4 separate regions of the Sus scrofa genome follow, and all the other regions are linked to region 3. A link is a contact called in public HiChIP or PLAC-seq data. All regions are on one chromosome and are shown on one strand. Each heading gives the region's core, a stretch centred on a gene start, on an enhancer-like site or on the middle of the called end of the contact. The rest is flanking DNA. Distances are from core to core; before and after follow the strand shown. Region 1 holds the start of C4H1orf54. Region 2 holds the start of PRPF3 (pre-mRNA processing factor 3). Region 3 holds the start of CTSK (cathepsin K). Region 4 holds the start of RPRD2 (regulation of nuclear pre-mRNA domain-containing protein 2).

What was found. HiChIP or PLAC-seq counts read pairs in DNA pulled down with a chosen protein or histone mark.
Region 1: an H3K27ac HiChIP or PLAC-seq map of alveolar macrophages shows a contact between it and region 3. The contact joins the promoter of C4H1orf54 here to the promoter of CTSK in region 3. A contact is called at or near these places in 1 of 5 promoter capture datasets (fetal skeletal muscle) and 1 of 2 datasets of contacts at active chromatin or transcription factors (alveolar macrophages).
Region 2: a contact with region 3 is called in an H3K27ac HiChIP or PLAC-seq map of alveolar macrophages. The contact joins the promoter of PRPF3 here to the promoter of CTSK in region 3. A contact is called at or near these places in 1 of 5 promoter capture datasets (fetal skeletal muscle) and 1 of 2 datasets of contacts at active chromatin or transcription factors (alveolar macrophages).
Region 4: an H3K27ac HiChIP or PLAC-seq map of skeletal muscle shows a contact between it and region 3, with 4 times the contacts expected there. The contact joins the promoter of RPRD2 here to the promoter of CTSK in region 3. A contact is called at or near these places in 2 of 2 datasets of contacts at active chromatin or transcription factors (alveolar macrophages and skeletal muscle).

The regions. Positions count from the first base shown.
Region 1 is chr4:98,813,148-98,815,890 of Sscrofa11.1, reverse strand. It overlaps C4H1orf54, which reads left to right and starts at 1,264. Exons shown (of 6, transcript XM_001924595.5): 1 at 1,264-1,406. The coding sequence starts at 1,298.
Region 2 is chr4:98,769,993-98,772,922 of Sscrofa11.1, reverse strand. It overlaps PRPF3 (pre-mRNA processing factor 3), which reads left to right and starts at 1,292. Exons shown (of 16, transcript NM_001135965.1): 1 at 1,292-1,318. It overlaps LOC110260326 (a long non-coding RNA gene), which reads right to left and starts at 1,150. Exons shown (of 2, transcript XR_002343444.1): 1 at 918-1,150; 2 at 129-380.
Region 3 is chr4:98,391,561-98,394,325 of Sscrofa11.1, reverse strand. It overlaps CTSK (cathepsin K), which reads right to left and starts at 1,300. Exons shown (of 7, transcript NM_214302.1): 1 at 1,177-1,300; 2 at 439-561; 3 at 198-353. The coding sequence starts at 1,299.
Region 4 is chr4:98,733,132-98,735,885 of Sscrofa11.1, reverse strand. RPRD2 (regulation of nuclear pre-mRNA domain-containing protein 2) reads left to right here and starts at 1,280. Exons shown (of 11, transcript XM_013988087.2): 1 at 1,280-2,754. The coding sequence starts at 2,619.

The sequences.
Region 1 (2,743 bases), core at 15-2,514, 420 kb before region 3:
GAATACAAAAGCAGAGAGACATAAAATGAACTCACCCTGTGGGTTGGATTGAAGGGAACACACCAAGTGACAAAGTGGGAGAAAGGGTATGGCATATAGAACAGGGAAAGAGACTACCTGCTTCCCCCCTTCTCCCATCCTGTGTGCAGAAAGTTGAGAAAGAGGTGAGGTGAGGTCAGTCCTTAGCTGAGGGGAAGTAACTGGCCTTGACTGAAGGTTTTGTTTTTTTTTTTTTTTTTTCTTTTTTTCAGAAGCATTGCAGCAGGTGCTTTGAGAGTTAGACGATGGTGTTGATATTGCTCTCATACTTCATAGTCTAAAGCAGAGGAGAGAGAGAATTTTCTCTCTTTTTTAATTTTTTCTTAAAAAAATGCTCATCCTCTCCTCAGAATATTTTGACTGTGAAGAAATAGATTGTGATGAAGTCTCAGTGAGAAGGGCAGCTCTGGGTGATGACAGTTAGGGACAGTAAGAGCTAAGTTGAGCTTTTTGTGAGGACTGGGAGCAAGAAAGGAAAGGAGAGGAGTTGGGGGGGCGGGATTCCTTGATAGGCTGGGTTTTGGGGTTTGAGGTTTTTGTTTGTTTGTTTGTTTGTTTTGTTTTGTTTTGTTTTGCCATACTATACCTGCAGCATGCAGAAGTTCCTGGGCCAGGGAATCCCCACCATAGCAGCCACCCCAGCTGCTGCAGTGAAACACTTAACAAGGATCTTTAACCTACTGAGTCATAAGAGAATTCTGTTTGGGTTGGGGTTTTTTGGTTTGTTTGTTTGTTTTCTGGAAATGGCAGCAGGAGTCCTGAATGAATCTAGTCTATGTAGGGCTGGGGGAGCTCGATGAACACGTTTCCATCAAAATTCACTTTGCCTCTTGGGAGTTCCCTGTGTGGCTGAGTGGTTAACGAACCCGACTAGTATCCATGAGGACTTAGATTCCACCCCTGGTCTTGCTCAGTGGTTTAAGGATCCAGCATTGCCTTGAGCTGTGGTGTAAGTGGAAGACAGGCTAGGATCCCGAGTTGCTGTGGCTGTGGCGTAGGCTGGCAGCCACAGCTCCAATTTGACCCCTACCCTGGAAACCTCCATGTGAGGAGGGTGGGGCCCTAAAAAGACAAAACACAGAAAAAAATAATAATAATTCACTTTGCCTCTCTTGATCTGTGGAGCTCTGGCTCAGAACCCTGGCGGTAGTAACTGAAGTTCTAGTCAGTCAGCAAGTGGGCAGGGAATGCCCCAGCCCCCTGGGAGAAGAGTTGCTGCAGCTCCCTCCTTGCCTTGGGGGAGGGCCGGAGGCGGGGAATGTTTGGTGGGAAACGCTGTAACTTCCTTTTTTACTTGCAAGGCAATAGTGAAGAATCCAGAATGGATGTCCTCTTTGTAGCCATCCTTGCCGTGCCACTCATCCTGGGTAAGTTCACATCTCTCTCTGAGCTTTTGGGCCAGGTCTTCTACAATAAGCAGGATGGGAGAAAAGAAAATGAGGGGAGGGTGGGAGGTAAGAAGTTAATAAGGAGTGATTAACGTGCTCTCGAGTGTGTTAGATATTTGGGGCAGAGGGGGGAACTGGAAATTAGAGCCAGGCATGGGAGAGGAAAGCAGAGCCTTGTCAAAGAAGAGGCAGCTGATGGGGATGGAGCCCAGCCATGGGGAAGTCCTAATAAGAGTGAGCTCAACTCACCATCACCACGGAATTGAACGAGATGAGAAAGACCAAAGTGAGAGTGGAGAGAGGTAGACTCTTTGAAGGTGGGGCAGTCTGAAACTAGAGAGGGAAGCCAGGGTATCTTCTTTCACATCAAGTTGGAGGAAAAAAAAAAAAAATTCCTTGTATTAGTAAAGACACAGAAGGAGTGGCCTTAAGGATAACGAGTACTGGCTGCCTTCAGGGACGGGGTCCCCAAAGTAGCTTGGCTCCTTCCCTCTTTTGTTCCCCGTCTGCCAGGTGCTCTCATTGTTTGCCTTTCCTCCAGATTCCTGTGTCATTGCTTGGGGTAAGAGAGAGCTTTCAAGGAGCTTAGGGAAATGTTTAGCAGGAGGCCTAGAGTTCATGACCAAACCATACCAAAGATGCATATTTTTAGTCCTAGAAAGGAAAAGCTAATGCAGCCAGATCATTTAGTCCAGCTGACTCATTTTAAGAAAAGGGATGTTAGACGGCTTGTTCAGAGATATTCCAGAGTTAGAGGTAAAATTGGAACAAAAACCCGAGTTCAGAAACCAGAAAAAAACCCACAATAAAACCTAAATTTTGGGGACTTCCCTTTGTGGCTCAGCAGTTAACGATCCTGACAAGGATCCATGAGGATTTGGGTTCGATCTCTGGCCTCACTCAGTGGGTTAAGGATCCGGCGTTGCCATGAGCTGTGGTGTAGGCAGGCAGCTGTAGCTCCAATTCAGCCCCTAGCCTGGGAACTTCCATATGCTTCAGGTACGGCCCTAAAATGACAAAAGACAAATAAACAAAACACAAATTTCACCGTGGAGTTCTCTTGTGGCACAGTGGGGTTAAGGACCCGGCGTTGTCATTGCAGCCGTGTGCAATGACACTGCTGTGGTGTGGGTTTGATCCTTGTCCTGGGAACCTCCATATACTGCAGGCACAGCCAGAAAAAAACCACAGTAAAACATAAGCCTAAGGCTGTGTGTGTGTGTGTGTGTGTGTGTGTGTGTGTGTGTGTGTGAGAGAGAGAGAGAGAGAGAGAGAGAGAGAGAGAGAGGGAGAGGGAGAGGGAGAGGGAGAGGGGG
Region 2 (2,930 bases), core at 43-2,542, 380 kb before region 3:
TGTTGGGCCACAGTGGGAACTTCATGAGTTTAGCTTTATATAAGTTCTTTACTGAGGGAGACACAGGTTTAAGAAGCACTTGAATCGTGTTCTGCTGGACTACAAAATTGGGGAGGCTTACAAGCTTACAGGTAGTTAAATAAGTTGTTTATTAAAAATTATAATTGGAGGAATTATAATTGGGGTTAAGAACTAGTATCCACGAGGATGTGGGTTTGATCCCACATCAAACTGGCCTTGCTCAGTGGGTTAAGGATCCAGTGTTGCAGCAAGCTGCAGTGTAGAACACAGGTGCGGCTCAGATCCAGTGTGGCTGTGGCTGTGGCACAGACCAGCAGGTGCAGCTCCGATTCAACCTCTAGACCAGCAACTTCTGTATTCTGCAAGTTAGGCCGTAAAAAGGAAGAAAAAAAAAGAAAAGAATTATAATTGGAGCTGGCAAGAAGTAAAGGTGCTTGTTAGGTAAGGATTAGTTGAGGACCAAAATGGTTGATTAGGAATTCCTGTCCTGGCTCAGCGAGTAAAGAACCCCACTAGTATCCATGAGAACACAGGTTCCATCCCTGGCCTTGCCCAGTGGATTAAGGAGCCAGTGTTGCCCTGAGCTGTGGTGTAGGTCACAGTCCTAGCTCTGATTCTGCGTGGCTGTGGCATAGGCCAGAAGCTGCAGCTCTGATTCAACCCCTAACCCGAATTTATATATGCTGCAGGTGGGGCCTAAAAAGTACTAGACTGCCAGCAATTATTTGTTTTGCGAATGAATGGAAGAAAGAAACAAAGGTGTGTGAGAGGGTACTATCTTCAGACTCCTCCCACACTAGTCGGTTTTCTGGGTCTCTTGGCACCACTGTTAAGGACAAAGGCTAAGGAGAGAGTGGTTAATACTAACGATCACTACTCTGAAGTTTACTTCCTACCAGAAAGTCCAGGTTTAGCCCAAACGCAGAAGCTCTGCTTTTAGTTCTAGCCATAGCCTTAGCGCACTTATTCTCCACGGGAATACTACAAGCAGCTCAATTTATGCTTCAGGTAACATTAATTTTGCGCTAATGTAGTTAACAGGTTTAGCACGGGGAACCGAAGGAGCCAAGTAGCTTGCCGGGGGAAATCGTTACGGCTCCGCCACGCATGCGCTCCGCCGCGGAAAAGTAGCTACTACGGCTGCGCGAACCGGGGCCCCGCCCTCTTTCGTCACAAGTTGTGGGACCGTGGCGAGGCAGCAGCCGTGGCGGTAGCGACGGCAGGCCGTAGGGCGGTCGGAGGGTTTCCGGTTCCGGTGTAACGTTCGGGCTCCGTCTCAGGGGCTGAAGTTTGTGAGGTGAGTAGTGGCCCCGGGCCCAGAGAGGGTATGCTCGGGTCCTAGCGGCTGGGGCTAAGTTTCAGTCCAAAGGGAGGACCGAGGCGGGAGGTTCAACAGAAAGGAGGCTGAGGAAAGAACCAGGTTCTGTGCGAGAACGGGTTGGAATGAGATTGTTGAGAGGAAAAGGGCGGGGGCGGGAAAGGGACAGGGTGAGGAGACTACCTCTGAGATGAGTTTGGGTAGAACAAGGTGGGGAAAGGGTCCGGTCAGAGAGATGGAGAGAGCAAAAAGCAAAGGATAGGGTTTAAGGGAGGAAATTCGACTTGTAGCAAAGAAGAGCACGAAGTAAGGAATTCCTTCAGAAGATTAGATTCTGCTACCTGCTCATTGAGATCATTCTGCCTTCCTCTCTCTCCCTCCACACCGTAACCACCCCCACCCCGCCCCACGCAGTTATTGTTGAACGTCTGATTAATGACAAAGCTAGTTACTATTTGGAAGTTTGATTTTTGCCCACTGACTGTTTAGTCTGCACGTTATATTATGGAGGGAATGGGTTGAAATTGAGTACATAAGTATAGTGCTTGGGCATACGGTTCGTTTATAGAGTGGTACCCCGTTTATTGCTTTGGATTTTCAAACGGCTTAAACTTTCTAATCTATGATTCAGTTCTAGTGGAATATAAGCCCTCTAAGGTGAGGATTCTTGTCTCTTTTGTTCACTGTTGTATGTATCCTTGGCAGTATCCCACTACATTAACACTTAGTTGTTGTGCAGTAAATACTTACTGAATGAATTAAGTGCCAGATAGCTATGGCAGTTGTCCTCCTTTTGTAAGATGAATGAACTGAGGCTCAGAGGAATTGCTTGACAGAAGGTTAGTAAATGGAAGAGCTCTTTCTTCACTCCCTATGTTGTCTGAATACCCTTCTTTTGAGCATTGAACAGTTAGCATGTTGAAATTGATAAGCTATAGTGCTGTCTCATGATGGGTAAATAGAGCCATCATAGATTTATTATATAACATGTCAGTAAGACACAAAATCTTTTACTCCTAGTTTCATGACTTCACTAGCTTCATATGGTTATACCAAAATTAAATACACTGTTTAGCAACAGGTCTTATAGAGGATAAACCTACCAAGAATGCAGAAGTTAATTAGACTGTACCGGAGTTCTTGTCGTGGCTCAGTGGTTAACGAATCCGACTAGGAACCATGAGGTTGTGGGTTCGATCCCTGGCCTTGCTCAGTGGGTTGAGGATCCGGCGTTGCCGTGAGCTGTGGTGTAGGTCGCAGACTCGGCTCGGATCCCACGTTGCTGTGGCTCTAGCGTAGGCCGGCGGGTACAGCTCCGATTAGATCCCTAGCCTGGGAACCTCCATATGCCGTGGGAGCGGCCCAAGGGGGGCAAAAAAAGTTTTAAGATATCTTTTCTCCTAAAAGGTACAGTGTAATTTTTTTTTCTTCTTTCTGGATATCTTTTCTCCTAAAAGGTACAGTGTAATTTTTTTTTCTTCTTTCTGCCATTTCTTGGGCTGCATATGGAGGTTCCCAGGCTAGGGGTCTAATCGGAGCTGTACCCGCCGGCCTACGCCAGAGCCACAGCAACGTCGGATCCTCAACCCAC
Region 3 (2,765 bases), core at 51-2,550:
TCACAGGACAGCCAAAAAAAAAAAAAATGCTGATGAGTTAAATAACAGAATAGGCTTTATTTATTCTCTTAGCAGGGGAAGAGGTAAATTAATTCTTTGCCCTCTCTCCTGGTGTCCTCCTACCTTAAGATAAAGAAACAGAAAAAGGAAGCAGTCATGCCAGCTTATATACTCACACCCAAGAAAAAAGAGGGTACCTGGTTTTTGACAGGAGTAACATATCCTTTCTTCCGATAATCAATAGAGTCTGGGGTTCTGCCTTCCCAGTCTGGGATATAAAGGGTGTCATTACTGCGGGAATGAGAGGGGGGTACTTTGAGTCCAGTCATCTTCTGAACCACTTCTTCACTGGTCTGGTACAAAGAAGAAAGAAGCCAGGCATAAGAAAGGAACCAAGGCAAACAGGGCAGATAGACCAGGAGCTGAGGCTCAACTCACCATATCGCCCAAGTGGTTCATGGCCAGTTCATACGTATGAACCCCAAGAGAGGCCTCAAGATTATGGATGGAAATATGCTTCAGGTTTTTTTCCCAAATTAAACGCCGAGAGATTTCATCCACCTACACAGAGCATTGTCAGTATTGGCATAGACTGTATCCTGTGTAGAAAGTTACATACCTAATACCATGCAGGTTTTTAGGAGAAGAGATTAAATTTAAAATCACAGAAGTTTACAATCTAGTTGGGGAAATAATCATGGGATTGAGAGCATACAAAGAGAAATACGTAAACAAATGCAAATAATAGGATACAAACCTCTAGAGAGATGTATAGAAAAAAAAAAAAACTGCTTACGGATTAATCGCATTAATCTGAGAAGCCTTCCCGAAAGAGAAATATAAGGCAGTTATAAAGAAAAGGAAGGGTAAGACTTGATGGAGGGTGAATAGAGGATTAGGAATGGAAAGTATATGTTAAGGAGTTCCCTGGTGGCCTAGTGGTTAAGGATCCAGCATTGTCACTGCCATGATACAGTTTCAATCCCTGGCCCACAGGACTTCCACATGCCACAGGTGTGGCCAAAAAGAGAAAAGTGTATGTTAATAGTCAGGGAACAGGGGCAGATTTGCTTGAGGTAATTAAGGTATTGGGTTGAGGAAGGGAGTCTGGAACCTAGGATTGGAGGTCTCAGGTTCCAGCCCTCCCACCATGTTCCCCTCCAGGTTCCCAGGCACCTTGCTGTTATACTGCTTCCTGTAGGTCTTCTTCCATAGCTCCCACTGGGTATCCAGTATCTCCTCAGGGTATAGAGCAGAGCTCATCACAGGCAGCAGTAGTACAACCTTGAGCCCCCACATCCTGGGGGAAGGAGATAATTAGGGGAGACACTTCTATTTGCCAAGGGGTTCCTAACCTGGCTTGGGAATGAGGAAATAGCTGGAACCATATTCTCAGACCAGTAATTCTTAATCTTTAGGTCACAGACTTCCATGAGAAGCTAACAAAAATTTGCAACCCACTGTAGTCCCTCTCACCAGAAAAATGAATGCACACACAATAATTCTGGGGAGTTTATGAACCCAAAGTTAAAAACCCCTTTCTCTGAAACATGAGGCAGAAGAAAACTAGGCTTTGTAAGGAAAGCAGAAAAATTGAGGGTGATTTCCATATGATAAAACAAACAGTGATAGGAAGGGTCTGGGTTTGGATGGAGTGCTGATACCTCTGGTTCCAAGTACTTTGACCTAGGAAGATTCCACACACACACACTTGCACAGACAACCAGAAAAGGTTTAGAAAATGGACAATCAGGATGAGCACAAAAACTGCTCCAATGTCCATGCAGACTTGAAGGAGATGGAAAAAACAAATGCAGGATGGGATGAATGGGTTGGAGAATATACACAAAGGAGAGATTTCCAGCTAAGTTTTTGCTTCCTGATCATTTCTAGGCATTCTTTTGTTCTTTGCCTAAATTCTGATGCTTCTGATCTTACCAGGAGAGGACAAGGGAAATTTTGACAGCATTTCCTTTTCTCTCTCAGGTGTATTCTGTCTTCTTAGGTATTTCTTCCTCCTTTCTCTTCAGGAAACTGTCCTAATCTCAACCAGCTGCTGTGGGCAGGAAAGCTTTTCTTTCTTTTTCGACCAAAACCCCTACAAAACCCTCTGCATCTGCCTCACAGGACAAAAAACCTCAGAACCAAAGTTTGCTAGAAGAACGTTAGACAGAAAAGGAATGTTCTATGATCATTAGAGACACAGCTTTTCAGAAGTTTAGCTTCATTCACTTCTTGTGGTGGCTTGTAATTATGTGTCCTCCATTTTAAGCGCAAGTTAGTCTGTAGCAAGTCACACAGCTTGCATAATTTTCAAATTACGTCCATTTTTGTGCGATCTTTGCAAACTGACAAAATGTCCAGCACAACATTTAGTATCTGGAGTATTAAGGGGCACTGAAATGTCTTGAAGAGTAGGAAGTACTGAGCTACCACCTCCCAAACCTCTCTTCCTGTTAGTAAATTAACCCTTTGATATCTTTGGCCCAAACAAAAACCCCAAGAGGCCACTCTTTGAGGGTTGGGCAAAGGATCCTCTATATTTTTTGCTTTCACTAGCAACCACATATACGTATTTACAAATCATAAAAGGAGTCCTAAAGATTTCCAGACAGATTTTATTTGTCCAGGAAATGACCTAAGAAGGGCATTAGTTTTCATCCACAAAGCCTATAAAGTTCATTTTGATCCCCAAGTCACTATGTTCCTAATTTTCCTAAAAATGGAGAGCTAGCAGGAATGAGAAGCTAAAAGACAGAGTAAGT
Region 4 (2,754 bases), core at 31-2,530, 340 kb before region 3:
CCTTTTTTTTTTATTTTCAGGGCCACACCCGAGGCATATGGAGGTTCCCAGGCTGGGGGTCTAATAAGAGCTACAGTTGCTGGCCTACACCACAGCCACAGCAACACCAGATCCGAGCCACGTCTGCCACATACACCACAGCTCATGGCAAAGCCAGATTCTTTTATTTTTATTTATTTTATTTTATCTTTTTGTCATTTCTTGGGCCGCTTCCGCAGCATATGGAGGTTCCCAGGCTAGGGGTCTAATCGTAGCTGTAGCAGTGGCTACAGCAACGCGGGATCTGAGCCAAGTCTGTAGCCTACACCACAGCTCATGGCATCGCCGGATCCTTAACCCACTGAGCAAGGCCAGGGATCGAACCCACAACCTCATGGTTCCTAGTCGGATTCACTAACCATTGAGCCACGATGGGAACTCCCAAAGCCAGATTCTTAACCCACTAAGCCAGGCCAGGGAAGGAACACAACAACCTCGTGGTTCCTAGTCAGATTCATTTCTGCTGCTCCGGGGAACTCCCCAAAATCTATTTTCCACACAACAACCAACATGATCTTTTAAAAAGAATGCGATGTAACTTTTCTTCTTAAAAACACTCTGCTTAAAATTGCTCCCCAACTCAACGTTAAAAGCCAAAGTCCTTCCAGTGGCCTTCCAGGGTCTATGTGAACTCTTTTCCTTCATCTCTGAGATCTCATATTCTACCACTTGACGCCTCTCTTACTCTTCTCTAGCCACAGTGGCCTCCTTGTTTTCCCTCTAAGGTATCAAAACATTCCTGTATTAGGTCCTTTACACTTGCTGTTCTGTCTGCCACCATGTTTTCTTCCCCCTTTCCCATATTTGCTTGGTTGCCTTGTTCTCAACATTCACATCAAGTATCACTTACTACCAGAAGCCATCCTTGATCACCAAACTCTCACTCCCATTCTCTTACAGTGTTATATGTGCAGTGCCCTTCCTCTCCCTTACCCTGCTTCATGCTTCTTGAGAGAAATTATTACTTCCTGATATATGTATTTTTTATGGTCTCCTGCCACTAAGCCCTGGAGGGAAGGGACTTTGTCATTTTGCTGTATTCCCCCACGTCTAAAACTGTACTTGACATAAGACGTTCGACAACTTTTTGTTGAATTAACAAATACTAGATTTGAGCTTGACAAAACAGGTTCCTCGCCTCAAGAAACCTGAGTCTACTAGGGAGAGTGAAAGAGTTAAAATACAATAATTACACGTGTTTAGTGGAACACAGGAGCCTCCAAATCTGTCCAGATGATTTACATAGGAAAATGGGATGGCATGGTTAATCTAGGTTGTGCTAATCAATACAATAGATATCTAAGTCTTTTGGAAACTATGTTTCATGCAGTTATGAAACTGTACCATAATTGGTGAAGGTGCGATTACTTCGCCTTTTATTCTTTTCTCGTCTCAAATTCTACAGGGAAATTTTCCGTTTCACTTCATTTACTTCCTTTCCCTATAATCCAACGTCAAGTGGCTGTAAATGGTATTGTCCAAGGAGAGTGTAAAATATTGCTCGGTCTGGGAGTCTGCGTAGTGAATGGCGCAAGGGAGCTGGCGCATGCGCATCGTCTGAGACACGGCAAAATGGCTGCCAGGTACTTTGTCGCGTTCCATGCCCCAAGGAGTTGCCAGCAGCGGCGGCGGCGGTAGCTGCAGGTGCCAGAACGTAACAGTGGCTGCTAAGCGGTGGGAGTTTCTCGGCCCTGTTGTGTGAGCTGGACTGCTCCGAGAGAGACCTCGCTAGGAAGCAAAACGCCGGGTGGAGCGGTGAAGCCCCTCCCCCAACCTCTCCTTAGTTTGACCAACTCCCTCACCCTCCCCTCCAGGTTTCTCCTCCCAACCCGCTACACGCTGGCTTATTGCGCAGGCGCACAAATAATCGGAGTGTCTCCTTAGCCCTTGGGGCTTGTGGGCTTCTGCGCGCGCTTCTCGTTCCTCTCCCTTGATTGGCCAGGTTGCCCCGCCATCACGCCTCCCTCCGCTTTCTAGGTTGAGAAGGAAGCGGGGGGGCGGAGCCAAGCAGCGCGTGCGCGATACTGTTGCTGTCCCTTTGCTGCTATTGCGTTGCAAAAAAAATCCTGACTAGGTAGCCTTGGGCCTTTCCTGTGTTAGAGGACCTAAAGGGGAGAGAGATTTCTGCAGCTGAAGGGGCAGTCGGGTAGTATTAACTGTAAGATATTAACGCCCGTTCTTAGAGGAGTGTGGGGAAGGGGCTTAAGCATTGAGAGCCGAAGAGTATAAAACCATTAATTTCTGGGCCAGGCGTTTAGAAAAGGCTTTGCAGGACGTGTTTTCTGCGTTTCTTCCGAGATTACTGACTGGTTTAAACACAATCCTTTGAACAATTTTGATAAACCTTCGAAACCCGCAGCCCCTCCTTGCAACGTGTAGGAGCCACCAGCGTGCCCAGCAGCTGGTCCTCCCGTCCTACCTCCAGAAGAGCCTAGCGCGTGCACCATCTCCACCCCCTGGCCTCCCTCCCCACCTGCGGCTTTCACGCACTCGCAGTGATTGTTTTGCCGGCTCCCGCCGCCGCCGCCGCCGCCGCCGCGGCCGCCAGAGGAGCAGCAGCGCTTGTGCAAACTGGGAAGATGGCGGCCGGCGGCGGCGGAGGCAGCAGTAAGGCCTCCTCCTCGTCGGCCTCTTCAGCAGGGGCTCTGGAGTCCTCGTTGGATCGAAAATTCCAGTCGGTAACTAACACCATGGAATCTATTCAAGGCTTGTCGT